Linked DNA regions of Gossypium hirsutum: region 1 is linked to region 2. The links are chromatin contacts, called in public Hi-C maps. All regions are on one chromosome and are shown on one strand. The core of a region is the stretch at or near the end of the contact, and the rest is flanking DNA. Distances in the headings are between cores, read along the strand shown. Region 1 holds the start of LOC107962318 (ketol-acid reductoisomerase, chloroplastic). Region 2 overlaps LOC107962141 (gluconeogenesis factor).

Region 1 (7,350 bases), core at 3,671-6,170, 910 kb after region 2:
TATCTTTTCCCTTTATTTTATTTTTAATCTAGTCAAAATTGGTCACCAACTCACCTAATTTTGGCAATTTTGTCTCCTCATTGACTCTATGGCCGGGCTACGCCTTCTTCCAAGGGTCTATTTTCCTTTTAAAGACCCCAAATTTTAGTTCTCTAACTATTTAACACCTTTAGCTATCAATTTAAGACTTTTGCACTTTATGCGATTTAGTCATTTTTCACAATTGGGCTCATAAACGCTAAAATTAATCCACCAAATTTTTCATGCACTATAATAACCATGCTATGACTCTATTTTGATAATAAAATAATTTCTCTAATTTTAGATTTGTGGTCTCGAGACCACTATTTTGACTAGCCTTAACATCGGGCTGCTAAAGTTCCATTCCTTAACAGATTCCTGGAAGCTTTCCAAATTATCACCAACTGCTAACTCATTATTATAGCTACTATTAACAATGTTGCCAAAATCCATATGAGACATCCAACTAGCAAGACAACTGAAAGGTTAACCTTTGCTAATGCTCGGCTTAAGAGAAATTAATATCGGTCTATGATCAGATTTCAGTTTGTGAAGGTTCCTTACTGAACATTATGGAAAAAATGAATCACACTCCGAATTACAGATAACCCTGTTAAGTTTCTGTGACAAACCTCTCTATACCATGTAAACTTGGCACCACTAGCACCCAGATCTCGCAAAGCATTATCGAACAAAAACTCTCCAAACCATTTGCAACCTACATGTGAAATAGAAGCCCCACCTTTTCTTTCATCTCCATCAAGAATAGAATTGAAATCATCGGCAAGCATCCAAGGTCCTTCCACCAAAATAGCTAGAGAGCTAAGAAAATGCCACAACTCCCTTCTCTTCGCAGCATGAGGACTCCCACAGACAATAGAACAAAAGAAATGATCCGAGCTCATCATACTACAGATTTTAACATGAACCACTTGAGAATGTATATTAAAAATATCCACCATTAAATCCCCATTCCAACACAACCAAATCCCCCCAGCAAAACCATTCGCTTCCACCCTAAGAGAATTTGGATATCCAATTTTTGTAATAATATCATCGACCCTAGCTCCACTAACTCTGGGTTTAAGTAAACAAAATAAATTTGGCGAAAACTCCTTCTTATATTCTTTAACAAAATTGTAAAAATGAGGATGTCCTGCTCTTTGGAAATTCCAACAAATTATTTTAGTGTTCATAAAAAATAAGGAAATTTACAAGCCAAACCCGAAATAAGACTACAATAAATTCTGACAATAACCTCAACACCATTAGTGTCATCCACAATCATACTTTCCTCAACAACTTGAGGATCCGAGACCATAACATATTTGTTTGGATTCCTTTCGAGATCACAAACCAAACCCTCTATTGCTAATTGGAGATCAATTGATTGCTGCTCCTAGATCCTAAAAGTTTCATCGGGCGGTTCCCCTCACTGTTTATAGCGAGTAATGTTAGCACGCAATTGTTGTGCTATGGGAGAGCTCGTTTTACCAAACATAAAAATCTCATTCTCTTTGTCAGTATTAACTACCATTTTTTCTTTCTCTACAATTCGAACTGCTGCATGTTTCTTCTTATTTAAATTAGCCAAAATTTTCACTTTTTCTATCACTATAGCTTTCCCTTTATCAATGGCACCCACCTGGCCCAACCTCGATCCATCATCAAAACCACCCCGCCCAATATTCAAATTCATACCCAAGCTTCCATTATTGGGCTTCAAAACCTTCAAGGCCGACTTTGGCCCACTCCCCATTACCACTTTTTCCCCTTAGCCTTTAGCTTGGCGTGCTTCCCTTTCGCCTCAATAACATCTTTTTCTGGAAACCCTAACCCTATATCCCCATCACCGTTAGACTTCTCTTTAGTCATTACCTCATCACTCCCATTAATCTCGCCATTAAACCCTGCAGAAATCTTTCATTCACTAACCTCCAACGCCACAAAGCGAGTCCCCTAACAAGTCCCCCGGAACTGCCGTTTCTTCCTTCACTGAAAGCCTGCTACGCCCTCTCCGTCTCTCCACCACCATCTACGACTTCTCCATGACCGATCAAGCACAACCTGACTCCTCCACCGATGAATCCGTCGTAATCTCAGGAAAAATGTCCACTACATGTCCGTATATACAACATTGGAAACATATATTTGGTAAAACTTCGTATTCAACACATTAGAGACGACCATTAATTTATACCTTTGACACCACGACTTCTTCAAATCAACATAGACTACCAGCCGTACAAATCATCCCTTGCAAGCACAATCCGTTTGAACATCTAGCTTCACCACCGGACCAATGTCTGACCAATCACCCTTAGGAGGCAATCTGAGTAATAACCTTCACGCAAACCAAGTAACCTAATCCAAACAACCTGTGACTCAATACCATTTCAGGCAAACCAGGTAACCTAATCCAAACAACATGCGACTCAATACCATTCTAACTTGTTGAAAACTTCGGTAACCATGGCCGAATAGTCAAGTATCTGCCAAAAATTACCCACGACCCTCCTACTAATACCTTATTATAATCAGATTCATCCTAAAAACGAACCAGATAAAAATTATTCTCAAGATCCATGAGTTGGATCAGACACTGAGGATCCTACAGTAAATTGATTTTATTTAACAAAACATTAAAACCAATCCTTCCCCCCAGTAATTTCACAAGAACTGTATTGGTCATTCATCGTTGGATAAGCTTCTACACTCTGTTAGAGAATGTAATCGACGGAACACTTTAATCACTTAAGTAACAGCGCCGCCATCCAAAAGTGTAAACTCCTCTTCTAGAAAGCCACCATTATTCTTCTCTAAGGAAACCCCTAAGATGGTTGATTTGTACGACGCCTTCGGAATCTCTGACTAAATCCTCTGGCTATTATTATCCACACCGGGTCATTAAAATCTAACTATACTTCCGGTCTATTGCGAACTTTCTTTGTGGCCCTTCCAATACCACTAGTCTAACCCGAGTTATTAGCACCTGCCACGAAATCCACCGTAGGAATCGTTCCACTCATCACTCCCCTCTAAAAAAATTAACTTAAAAAACCCCTAGAAAATAGATATAAACTATTTTGTTGCAATATTTTATCATATAATGTTAATTGATCTTTAATTACCATATAATGTTAATTGTTTCCTTCTTTACTTCAGAATTCTAATTTAGTTTTTATACTATATATTTTTTATTTCGTGTAATGTACATGTTAAATTATATTTATCAATTTTAATATTTTATAGTTATTTATTATAAAATTTGTAATGTTTTAGTAATATTATATTTTTGTAATATTTAAATTTTAATAGTTTATATTATTATAATATAAATTAAGAAAAAATTAATATTTAAAATAAACTTAAATTAAATCCTACCACTTATTAAAATAATAAAAAAAACATTAGAAATTTAAAAAGAACTTATGATCTCTAGTGGCAGCTTTCATTAATCGACTACTATAATTAAATTAGGGTAAACTTCCAAAATAGTCACTTTTGTTTTTCTTAGGTTACATTTTAGTCACTTATGTTTGAAATGTTACGTTTTAGTCACTGACGTTAACGTGTTGTAACATATTAGTCACTAAGCCGTAAATTTTCTTTAACAGTGTAACAATAAGCTGATGTGGCACGCTAAATCATCATTTTAAACAAAAATTTTAGGTTAAATTATACAATTAGTCACCATATTTTTTCGTTTTGAGCATTTTTTTTCTTTTATGTTCTTTCAACTTTCTCTTTTTTTCTTCATTTTCCTTTCTTTTATGCTTCTCCCTCTATTTCCCTCCCTTTTTCATCTCTTTTAACGTAAAAGAAGAAAATTAAATTGCTCAAAACGAAAATAAAATATAGGGACTAATTGTATAATTTAACTTAAAATTTTTGTTTGAAATGATGATTTAACATGCCATGTCAGCTTACCGTTACATTATTAATGACAATTAATAGCTCAGTGCCTAAAATGTTATAACACGTTAACATAAGTGACTAAAACGTAACATTTCAAATATAAGTGACTAAAATATAACCTGAAGGAAACAAAAGTGACTGTTTAGTAGTTTACTCCATAATTTATACAAGTCATTGAGAAGATGCACAATAATTAATTTACATATGTATCATATTATATATTTACCATAATTAGTTAATATATATCACAAATAGTTAATAGTTAATACATTTATCATAATTAATGTAAATTCACTATAATTAGTTATTATATTTATTGTAATTAATTTTCATAATATAAATTCACCATAATTAGTTAATATATAATTATCATAATTAATTAATATAGGCTAATAATATCTTGGTATTATTAGTAAAAGTTGGTATCATGTGTAACTGTCATATGTGAATTTTAGTTTGATAAGTCACTAAATTATTTACTTCTTTGTAAGTTTGAACTTTATATTAGCTTGGTTCTATTCTATAATTATTCCTACATGTATTTCTAATTGTACTATAATTATATTGTTTTTTTTGAACTTAAAAAAACTATTTTTCAAATAAATAAGTTAATATATATTAGATAATTATTTAATATACCGCTTACCGGTTTTTTTACTCCATAAATAAATTAAGGAGGTAAACAATGTTATATTTATTTATATATTTAAATCATTTAGTACATTGATTGTGTACTTTTTTATAATAACGTAAATAAAATAAAAAAACTGTAATATATCTCATTTTATTTATTTAATATTTTATTATACCTTATAAAATACTTATATTTTTTCATTTATTTATCGAGTTTAAAATATTGTATCAAATATTTTTTTCTATTTTTTCTATTTTTATCATATAAAATACTTTGTCATATTTGTAACAAACAGTGCAGAAACAATTTTCCATTTAAATTAAAATGAAAAAGAAAAAAAACACCAACCCATATTATGCTCTTCGAAAAAAACAAAAACCTCACCAACCATTTCACCCCCTTATAAAAAAAGCCAAAGTTGGTGCTCAGCACATAAACCTAAGTCCAGTTCGAAACCGTCTCTCACACCAGCTTTCGTCTTTCAGCAATGGCCGCCACCACTACAACCACTTCCTTTAAAGCCGCACTCCTTTCTACACCGTCGATATCTTCATCGACCAAATCAACCGTCCTCAAAACACGCTTTACATCATCATCGTCCTCACGTTATTCGCCGATTCCAAAATCACTGATAGCTCATCATGTCTCTACAAGGACCAACGCCATCGTCGCCAAGATGGGGACAGTCCCTTCGGCAGTGTCTGAGACGACATCGCTTGACTTCCATACCTCCGTTTTCCAGAAAGAAAAGATCTCTCTTGCTGATCACGAAGAGGTTAACTGACCCCCTAATTAAGTCATTTCATTTCTTTTTCTTCTTCTTTTGCATTTGCTTTTCAGTTCCGTTTGCTGATTATTTTCATATATATTGATGGATTTGGGTATTTGGCAGTACATTGTGAGAGGAGGACGGCATTTGTTCCCTTTATTGGATGATGCTTTTAAGGGAATCAAACAGATTGGTGTTATTGGTTGGGGTTCTCAGGTTATTAATTTACAACATTTCTCCTTTTCTTTTTCCCTGTAAATAAAAGCAAAAGGGAAACCTTTTTCCCCACCATTTCATAATTATGAAGATCAAAAGCATGCTTTTCAGTTTTCATTGACCACGAAAGTCTTTCAGGTTTTTATTTTGCAAATGTTCATTAATCGTATATCCGAATATTACATTCCCTTAACTAAAACGTGGTTTAAAATATGGTTTTAGGGGCCAGCTCAAGCACAGAATCTGAGGGATTCTCTTGTAGAGGCAAAATCTGATATTGTTGTGAAGGCAAGCTCGAATTCTCACTGCATTTTATTTTGCATTCATTGATTTGACTAAATGTACTGTTACTTGATGATGATTACAGATTGGGTTGAGGAAAGGCTCTCGCTCCTTTGCTGAAGCCCGTGCTGCAGGATTTACTGAAGAGAACGGAACTCTGGGGGACATATGGGAAACTGTTGCTGGAAGTGATCTCGTGTTATTGTTGATCTCTGATTCTGCACAGGTTGCTAAGCTGCTCTCATGTTTTCTATTTCTGCGTTTTAAATATTGGCTATTGGTTATGGTTAGCATTGGCTAATTGTATAAGCTGCATGCCCATAGCAGACATCTTTCTGATGCCAATATATGACTCACATGAAAAATTTTTCCAAGTCTGTTAGACTGATTTGTGACAACTTGTAAATGCTTAAGACTTACATGCACTATGATTCATAGGCTCTCTGCACTTTTTGGTTTGTTCTTATGAAGCTTTATTTTCTGAATTATGTTATCTAGGCGGATAATTATGAAAAGGTCTTCTCCCACATGAAGCCAAATAGCATCCTTGGGCTTTCCCATGGATTTCTTCTTGGCCATTTACAATCGTTGGGGCTTGATTTTCCTAAGAACATCAGTGTAATTGCTGTCTGCCCGAAGGGAATGGGACCTTCTGTGAGGAGACTTTATGTTCAGGGAAAAGAGATAAATGGCGCTGGAATTAATGCTAGTTTTGCTGTCCATCAGGTTGATTATCTCTTGATCATATATTCAACTTAGTCTAAATGAATGTCAAAACTAAACCTTTTCAAAAAAGCATGCTTAAATGACAATGTCTAATTTGGAGCAGGATGTTGATGGTAGAGCTACAGATGTGGCCTTGGGATGGTCGGTTGCCCTTGGTTCTCCTTTTACATTCGCCACCACATTAGAGCAGGAATACAAAAGTGACATTTTTGGGGAGAGAGGTGAGCTGAGTTGTTTGTGTTATTTTGTCAACCGTGCTTATTTTTCATCTTTTGTTTAAAAAAAATTAATGCCTAAAGCGTGTTGTTGTTTCTTCTTTCTGCAGGCATCTTGCTAGGTGCTGTTCATGGGGTTGTTGAATGCTTGTTTAGAAGGTATGTGGAGGATGGAATGAGTGAAGAATTGGCTTACAAAAACACCGTTGAGTGCATAACAGGAATTGTGTCAAAGACCATTTCAACAAAGGTGATCCATGTTGCTTGCTATGCTCTCTCCTCTCTTTGGAATTCTTACTTACAGATCCCTGTTGTGGCCAATTTCTGTGTTTGTTTCCATAGGGTATGCTAGCTGTATACAACTCATTGTCCGAGGAAGGCAAAAAGCGATTTGAGGTCGCTTACAGTGCCTCATATTATCCTTGCATGGAAATCCTATATGAGTGTTACGAAGATGTTGCAAGTGGAAGCGAGATTCGCAGTGTTGTTTTGGCTGGGCGTCGGTTTTATGTATGTTTATGACACTGTGTTTTTGTCAGTTTGCTTGTTATACATCCTTATTCCATGAA
Region 2 (7,759 bases), core at 725-3,224:
CACGTAAAAATCTGTGTGTTCTTTTTTTTCTCTTTTATTTGCAATATATTATCATTATTGGCGTTCTATTTTTACAGTAGTTTTTTTTTACTTAATTGTGAGTATTTATTTAAATATATTTTATTTATTAATAAAAGTTTTGTACAATTTTTTCTACATTATAAGAAATTTATAATTCAAAAAAGTAACAAATGTTCCATATCTTTAATCATTTATTTGTAAATTTGATACATTATATGAAAATTTATATCATGACCAATATAAATTAAAACAATTTTTTTAAAAAATTTAAATAAGTAATAATTGATTAAAAATATCCACCAAAGTGGTAAGAATACACATAACTTAAAATTTTAAACATCTTTCTTTTTCAAATTCATATATATATATATATATCCTTCATATTCATTTTGTTAAGAATTTTGGTTTACAAAACAATTTTGTGACATAACAGAAAATATATTTTTTCTAATATTGAGCAGTTGTGTTATTTTAGCAATAAGCTTTTCACCAAATTTGTACATGTGTTTTGGAATAGGCAGTAAAGAATGTTCCGAGCTTTCAACCAACACAAAGAATGTTCCGAGCTTTCAATCAACACAACCTTTTCCACTATTCTCAAACCTTAATTTGCTCAAAGTATAGGCTTTAATTCACGAACCAGACAACACGAACCGGACAACACTTATAAAAAATTATTGATACTCGGTGAGAATATCAATATGTCTTAAAGCCTAAAAATAGAAAGATGAACTCTCTCAAAATTTAAAGTTTATTTAGAATAATATTTCTCACTGAATTTTGACAGAATATCGGCACTTTATGCGATGGTGTTTTTGACCTAGCCAATAGTATCTATTTATAGAGAAAATTACTAGTTTTAGTTTAACAAAAAGAATTCAAATAATAATATTTTAATAAAAAAATACATAGTCCTACTAAGACTAGGGGAGGTAGGGGACACACCCTTATTTGGAACTAGGGTTGTCGCTCATCTGTATTAGGCCTTATTAGACTTTTTTATATATTAAGTACAATTATATGGGTTATTTGGTCTTTTAAATCAACTTATATAATTTAAGCATCTCAATAAAAAAAATTTATTCCTAAACTATTATTCATTTAATTAATTAAAATAATTTTCTCAACTCAATTTTAATTTCATTAAAATCATGATAACTTTATTATACTAGAACTTATAAGTAAATATATTTAATTAACTTGTTTAATAAAATTGCGATGATTAATTAATTTAATTTCAACTTTGAGCTTCAATTATTTAATTTCAATCAATTAAATAATAATTTAAAAAAATTAATTTAATATCTAAGTCATCTCTTAATTATAGTGCGAAAGCGCATCCACTGCGGAATGTGGTACATGCAGTCTATTTATCTAATTTTTCATTTTCATTTATTCATCTCATCTATTCAAATACAAACCATCAATGTTATACCAAGCTAATAGATGAATTGATTGAACATCTATAATTAGGACTCAAAATAACTTGTAATTAAGTTTCAAATCTTCTTCTATTAATTACAATTTTATTTAGTTATAGAGTCATTGTATTAAAGTACTATGACTGAACTCTTCTTATTGTATATCATTATGAAAGTCACTCATTAAGTGTTCATCTAATTATTTTATCATATGTATTACCCTCATAGAATACCTTTAATTTTTTTAGATTAAATTCATTTACCAAATACAATCATATTTTATCTAATGATGACTATTATATATTCTTTTATACAAAAATCAATTATTAACTCATAATAATTAAAATATCCGTCTTAAACAAAAAAAACTTATTAACACGTTACTTTTCCATCAATGTAATATAGTATGTATATATATTATGATTAGACAAATAATGTACAAAAATAAGATGCTCGAAGACAAACTTGATTGTAAAAGTATGATCTAGACGTGCAAGAGTTGTCTACTACTACTACACCTTTGAATGCGAAACTTTGACAGTTGACCCCAATCCCTATGTTGCGCACCATCTGATCACGTATGCACCTCTTGTTAAGGGCGAGTATTCCATCAAATTGATTCAAGTGAAATAATTTAAGTTAATTAAGTTAATAAATTTTATTTTATTATTTTAATTCAATTTGAATTTTTCTAAATTAAGTAGGGTGAGATGAAATTCAAGTTAAGTTGAGTAGTGAAATTATTTAAGTTAAAAATTAAACATGTCAAATTAATTTTGTTACAGTATAATTGATTCTATATTAGAGTATATAAATTTAAAACAAAATATATTTGAAAATTTTTTAAAACAAAATAATAATAATAAAAATTTTGGTACGATAAACTTGAATAATTAATTAACTTATTTAAGTATTCAAAATTATTATTTTAGAAAATTTTTAAATTTGAATTTTTTTTTGCATATTCTTTAGAATTTTTTATAATTTTTATAATTTTAAAAAATATAAAATTTTAAAATTTTATAAATATTTTTAATTTTTGAAAATTATTTTGAATTTATTTTTGTAATTTTTGTTGAGAGTGACCAGTTTGTTTATTTTCAAAATTGACAGGAACTAATGAGTATTTACACCAATTTATTATTTGAATTATTTGAGTTATCTAAATTGAAAAATTCAACACTACTCAAATTTAAAACTTAAATTACTTATTTGAATTAACTCAAATAATTCAATACAATTAACTCAAAATTTAATTTTTTTTAAAATTAAATCAAATTTTAATTACCCTGCCTCTTAGAACTATTTTACCAAATAAAGCATCATCTATAGCAACCTCAAAGACCACAAAATAAGATGGTCACCAATTCCAAACATGTGATGGTACTTATTCAATGAGCAGGACATGGCAGAATAATCAAAACGGGAATGTGGAATTTTCTTCCCACCACAACATCCGTCCAAATACTACCTATCAAGCTTCATAGATTCCATTCGTGCGTTGCCGTCTTAACTAAAGGGTATCTGAATACATACGGATATTCAACTACATTCTAACCGTGTACACTTGGGAATTTGTCCTTTACATCACATTATTACATTCTAAGAAAATTCAACTACAACGATTGACTATAATGTCTCTATGACAATAATTTATACGACCATTGAATGAAATCATTGATTAATTGAAGAAATGAAAGGAGCATCATTTGCTCAAATAATGTCACCCCATATAACGACAAATTGCAGCAAATCATTTTATGCAAGAACAGATGCTATATATATAAATATATATTATCTGGTAAACAATGGTCTGAGGTGCTTATCACGTCCACCTTCATGGATTTTTTTTTTCTTTTCTGATGCTAAATTATTATGGTCACTTTCGTGGCTGTCAAAAGAAATGGCGCAAGAACTTCTAGATGGGATTCACTACTACAGTTTAAAGCACAAAAACTATTTGTCTGCCAAATGAGTCCACAAATAAAGTGAAAGTGAAATGTTCAAAGCAGAAGAACGACAAAAATGACATAGTCGAAGAATAATTTTGAATGTTGTTCTTGGGATTTTTTTTAAGATTTAAACTTTGATAAGTAATAAATTGAATAACTAATTCAATAATTAATTAATTTTAAGATTAAGTTATTATTTAGGGTCTAAATATGATAATTATTCTCGTATTAGGATTTGAACTTATTAATTGTTTCCACATTGGACATTAACTAGGCAATTATTCCTATATTAAGGCTCCGTTTATTTTACTTAAAATAGCTTCAGATTTTTTTTTACATTTTTCTGTATTTGTTTAATGAAAATTTTTTATTTTTCCTATAGGATGAGTTATCTTTTTAAAAAGCACAAATCATTTTCTAAAAAATAGTTTTTATGGGTGATTTTATTTTTAATATAAAAATTAACTTAAGCTTAATATTATTATATTAAAAATGATTTTTTTATTTTTAAAAGTATTTAATATTAATAAAATGTAAATATAAAATATTATATTTTTTAATATTATTAAACATGCATATTTAATTATTTATATCTAATCATATAATGAATTATTAATATAATTTATTATTTTAATAATAAATTTTAAAAATAATAATTTAAATAATATTATTTATGTATTATTGAAAAATAATTAATATTAATATTTTAATAATAAATAGTTATAACAATTATAAATATATTAATAATAAACGTATTGTAGTATAATGGTTAAAATATATCATAAGTCTATGTACTATTCACAAATTTGTAATTTAGTTATGTATTATTGAAAAATAATTAATATTAATATTTTAATAATAAATAGTTATAACAATTATAAATATATTAATAATAAACGTATTGTAGTATAATGGTTAAAATATATCATAAGTCTATGTACTATTCACAAATTTGTAATTTAGTCCCTGTACTTTTATTTTCAAAAATTTAGTCCTACTTTTCAAATTTTAAAATCAAGTCCAATTGTTAACGTTGTTAAAATTTTTTGTCAATTTTGTTAATGAAACATTTTTTAAAATAAATAAAGTTACTTGGTATTCATGTAACTTAAAAAAGAGGTTATAATGAACATGAATTTAACAAATTATTTTTAATAATGCTAACAGCTAAGCCTAAATTTTGATATCTAAAAAGTAGGACTAACCCAAATATAAAAGTATATGGACTAAATTTCAAATTTATGAAAAGTAAAAGGACTTATGACATATTTTAACCTAGTATAAAAATATGAATATTTTAATTATATAAATATGATCATTTGTTTAAATAATGCTTAGCTTCATTTATCCCTTACAATTCTAATGTGTCAATATGTACTTTCATATATGTAATATATGTAATTTAGATTAAGTTTTAATTAAGCATTATTTATTATTAAGTTTATATATGACATTGATTATTACAAATATTTTCTTATTATAAAATAAATTTCGATTGTGAAAAGGAAATTGCATTATAATATTTTATAACAAATATATTTATATCGTATTTGCTTTACAAAAAACAATGTAAAATATAAATTTATAGATATAAAATAAACTTAATTAAACAATGAAAAGATAATAAAATCTCTCATGTATGTTTGTTTCATTAAAAACAACTTTTATGAAATACTTTTAGAAAATCTGCCAAACAATACAAAATATTTTGCACAAATTCATCCAAATACAAAAAAAAATATTTACTTTTTAAAAAATAAATCATTTTTTCAAAAATCATTTTTCAGAAACCATTTTCAATAAAATAAATGGAGCTTAAGGCTTAAATTTTTTTTTTTTGTCTAAGTCCCTGTACTTGATAGTTGTGCTTCTGAGCTTTAGAATTTTCAAAGAGTAACTTGGGAAAAAAAATCAAACCCTATTTGAGAACAATTCTCAAGTACAAAGCTTAACTTAAACAAAAAAAGAAAAAACAAATCAGGCCCCAATAAGGAAATGTTGCCAATTTCAGGACCTAATTTGGACAAAAAAAAAGCTTAAGCCTCAAAATGAGAAAAATTGTGAAGTTCAAACTCCAAAAAGTTATTTAACCTTAATCTTAAACTAACTATACACATTTACACTAGATTTTTATAAGTTGCAACTATATCATCAGTTATACAAGCAATGAACTAAATAACAAATTCATTAATTAAATAATTTAGAATTAAACTCGAATATTAAATCTCAAAATTACCAAAGCATCAACCACCTTTCCATTGTGTAAAGCCCTCGTTACCAACATGATACCTAACTTATGTATTCATTTTATTCAGTGAAATTAGAAAATACAATGGCATTATTGGAAATGAATTTTTTTATTTATTAAAATTCAATGTCACAACATATGCAAATATCTTGACTTAGTAATTACATTTCAATAAATACAGCAATGGAAGATTCCAATTGTTGATAACCCATCTTAGAAATATTAATCTCAGTAAGAAGAGAAATTACACATTTAGATTTGAAAGGGAGTTATTTGACATAGGTTGTTGGAAGTATAATTTTCAAATTCTACATACTTCAGATGAATCCAATAGAATGATTTCTAGACTCACAAAAGTATGCTGCTCTTCGTGAAACCAATTATACGTTCTAGTTTTAATTAATCCTTTGTCCTCATATACCTACTCACCACATTGCCAAGAGCATTTATCAATGAGACTGGATCAAAAATTGTGCCCACTTTTGGGTCACGTATGGAGTTAACAATGACCTGCAGAGAACCAAAGTTATGCAGCTTGTTATCACATCATATAGAATTAGTGGTTAAAAGGGAGTTTCAAAATAGAACTGTAAAGTGTTTAGTTATCGAGTACCTTAGTCATTTGTATTGCTTAATGTTCGAATATAAATACATAGGAGATTACCACATTGGTAGACTACTTTTTCCTCGTTAACAAGAACACTCAAGTCTATGGATTGTAAAACTAATCAAGATTGTTTGCATGAGATAGGAAAGGAAAGATCTAACCCAATACATGTAAAAACATGGCTATTAATAAGGTGCCAAATAGCTTCCTGGTTAAAATAAGGAGATTGGGGTTTGGATGGAAGTAGTAGATAGTGGACTGGCTTCCACAGGGAACGCAAGGAAATTGTAGGGAACTTTCTAGTTCTAGGACAGGTTCTCCTCCAAATAAACTGGCTTAATAGAACCAACTCTGAGTGATCATATGAGTCAGTTAACCTTAGCAGCTGTGAGAAATTTAGTTTAATAAGAATGGAGATATGGTTATATGCAAACATACCACGTCAAAGATTCCTTGTGAAGATAAACTTTGGATGTCTATGGGAATTTCACCATCTTCGGGCACCAGAAGGGTGTTGATATACTGACTTGGCTGCACAAAGACATGAACTACAATAAATGAGATTTTCTTTCTGTTTTCCTTTCTTTCTTGTTCTTTTTTTTTTTTTTTTGGCACAAGAGAATTACTCATTCTTGAGTCTTCTCTGTGTCTATACTTCAGTCTTTAATTAAGGAAAATGTTTTCAAATTCAAGATAGATAACTGAAAAAGCTCAAAGCTAATTTCAACAGAACTTATATATTTGTAGGTTGCACTAATAAGAATCAATAACGCAGTCATCATAACCTATGCAGAGTAAGTTATCAACTGTAACTAAATTTATTCACTCACAAGGTTTCTTAAACAATTATGAGAATTTCCATAAGTACGATTCAGAGCATCTGTAATAGCAGTAACAAAGGATGATGCAGAGAAGCCACTTGTCTCTCGATCATGAGAACCATTCAACAGAAGTACCTAATAGTGGAAGGAGCCAAATCAGTTCAATATATCTATCCAAAGTAAACCAGAAAGCTTTGACTACACAGTGAAGCAGTTTAATATAATACAAATTTGTCTAGGCAACGTCTTGCATTGAATAACATGTCTTTATGGCTTCATTAGGTTGATACCTTAGGACAGGACCTAGAAGAAATTATCTCCCCAATGCCGAGTAAGACCTACAGGTAAGTTATAAAGAATGACAAACGATATACAAACAGTTCAAAAAAAGATCAAAAGATATTGATTTAGGTCAGAAATTTCTCAAGAAATAAAATAACGACAAAATGTTTGCTAATGAAACAGATAAAAGCAAAAGTTCAGATGAATATCTTCAATATTCTAACCTGTAACAAAACATTCAGTCAATGTGGCACCTGATATCCCAAAAGTTGTTTTCTTCCTTATTTGACATGCCAATAAAATTTAGACAGGAAAAGAGACATCTGCCCATTTAATGTTCCCACATGAAAATGTAATAAAAATATTGCTAAAGGGCAACAAATCCCACTTGAATTTCCCCTAATGAC

Evidence for each region. A called contact is a pair of places that touch in the nucleus more often than the background predicts.
Region 1: a Hi-C map of leaf shows a contact between it and region 2, with 4 times the contacts expected there. The contact joins the promoter of LOC107962318 here to the enhancer-like site in region 2. A contact is called at or near these places in 4 of 34 Hi-C or Micro-C datasets (leaf and petal).

Annotation. Positions count from the first base shown.
Region 1 is chrA06:99,187,523-99,194,872 of Gossypium_hirsutum_v2.1, forward strand. It overlaps LOC107962318 (ketol-acid reductoisomerase, chloroplastic), which reads left to right and starts at 4,921. Exons shown (of 10, transcript XM_016898658.2): 1 at 4,921-5,348; 2 at 5,466-5,558; 3 at 5,781-5,846; 4 at 5,926-6,066; 5 at 6,339-6,566; 6 at 6,670-6,787; 7 at 6,892-7,031; 8 at 7,124-7,291. The coding sequence starts at 5,061.
Region 2 is chrA06:98,278,302-98,286,060 of Gossypium_hirsutum_v2.1, forward strand. LOC107962141 (gluconeogenesis factor) reads right to left here. Exons shown (of 13, transcript XM_016898386.2): 10 at 7,361-7,408; 11 at 7,080-7,205; 12 at 6,688-6,780; 13 at 5,875-6,152. The coding sequence ends at 6,042. Among protein-coding and RNA genes, the nearest start is that of LOC107962141, 7.7 kb to the right of the region's middle. Within about 2 kb of position 1,975, at least 2 of the 9 cell types and tissues checked have an H3K27ac peak or open chromatin away from gene starts, as enhancers often do. A contact at or near this core is called in leaf, where this site is marked.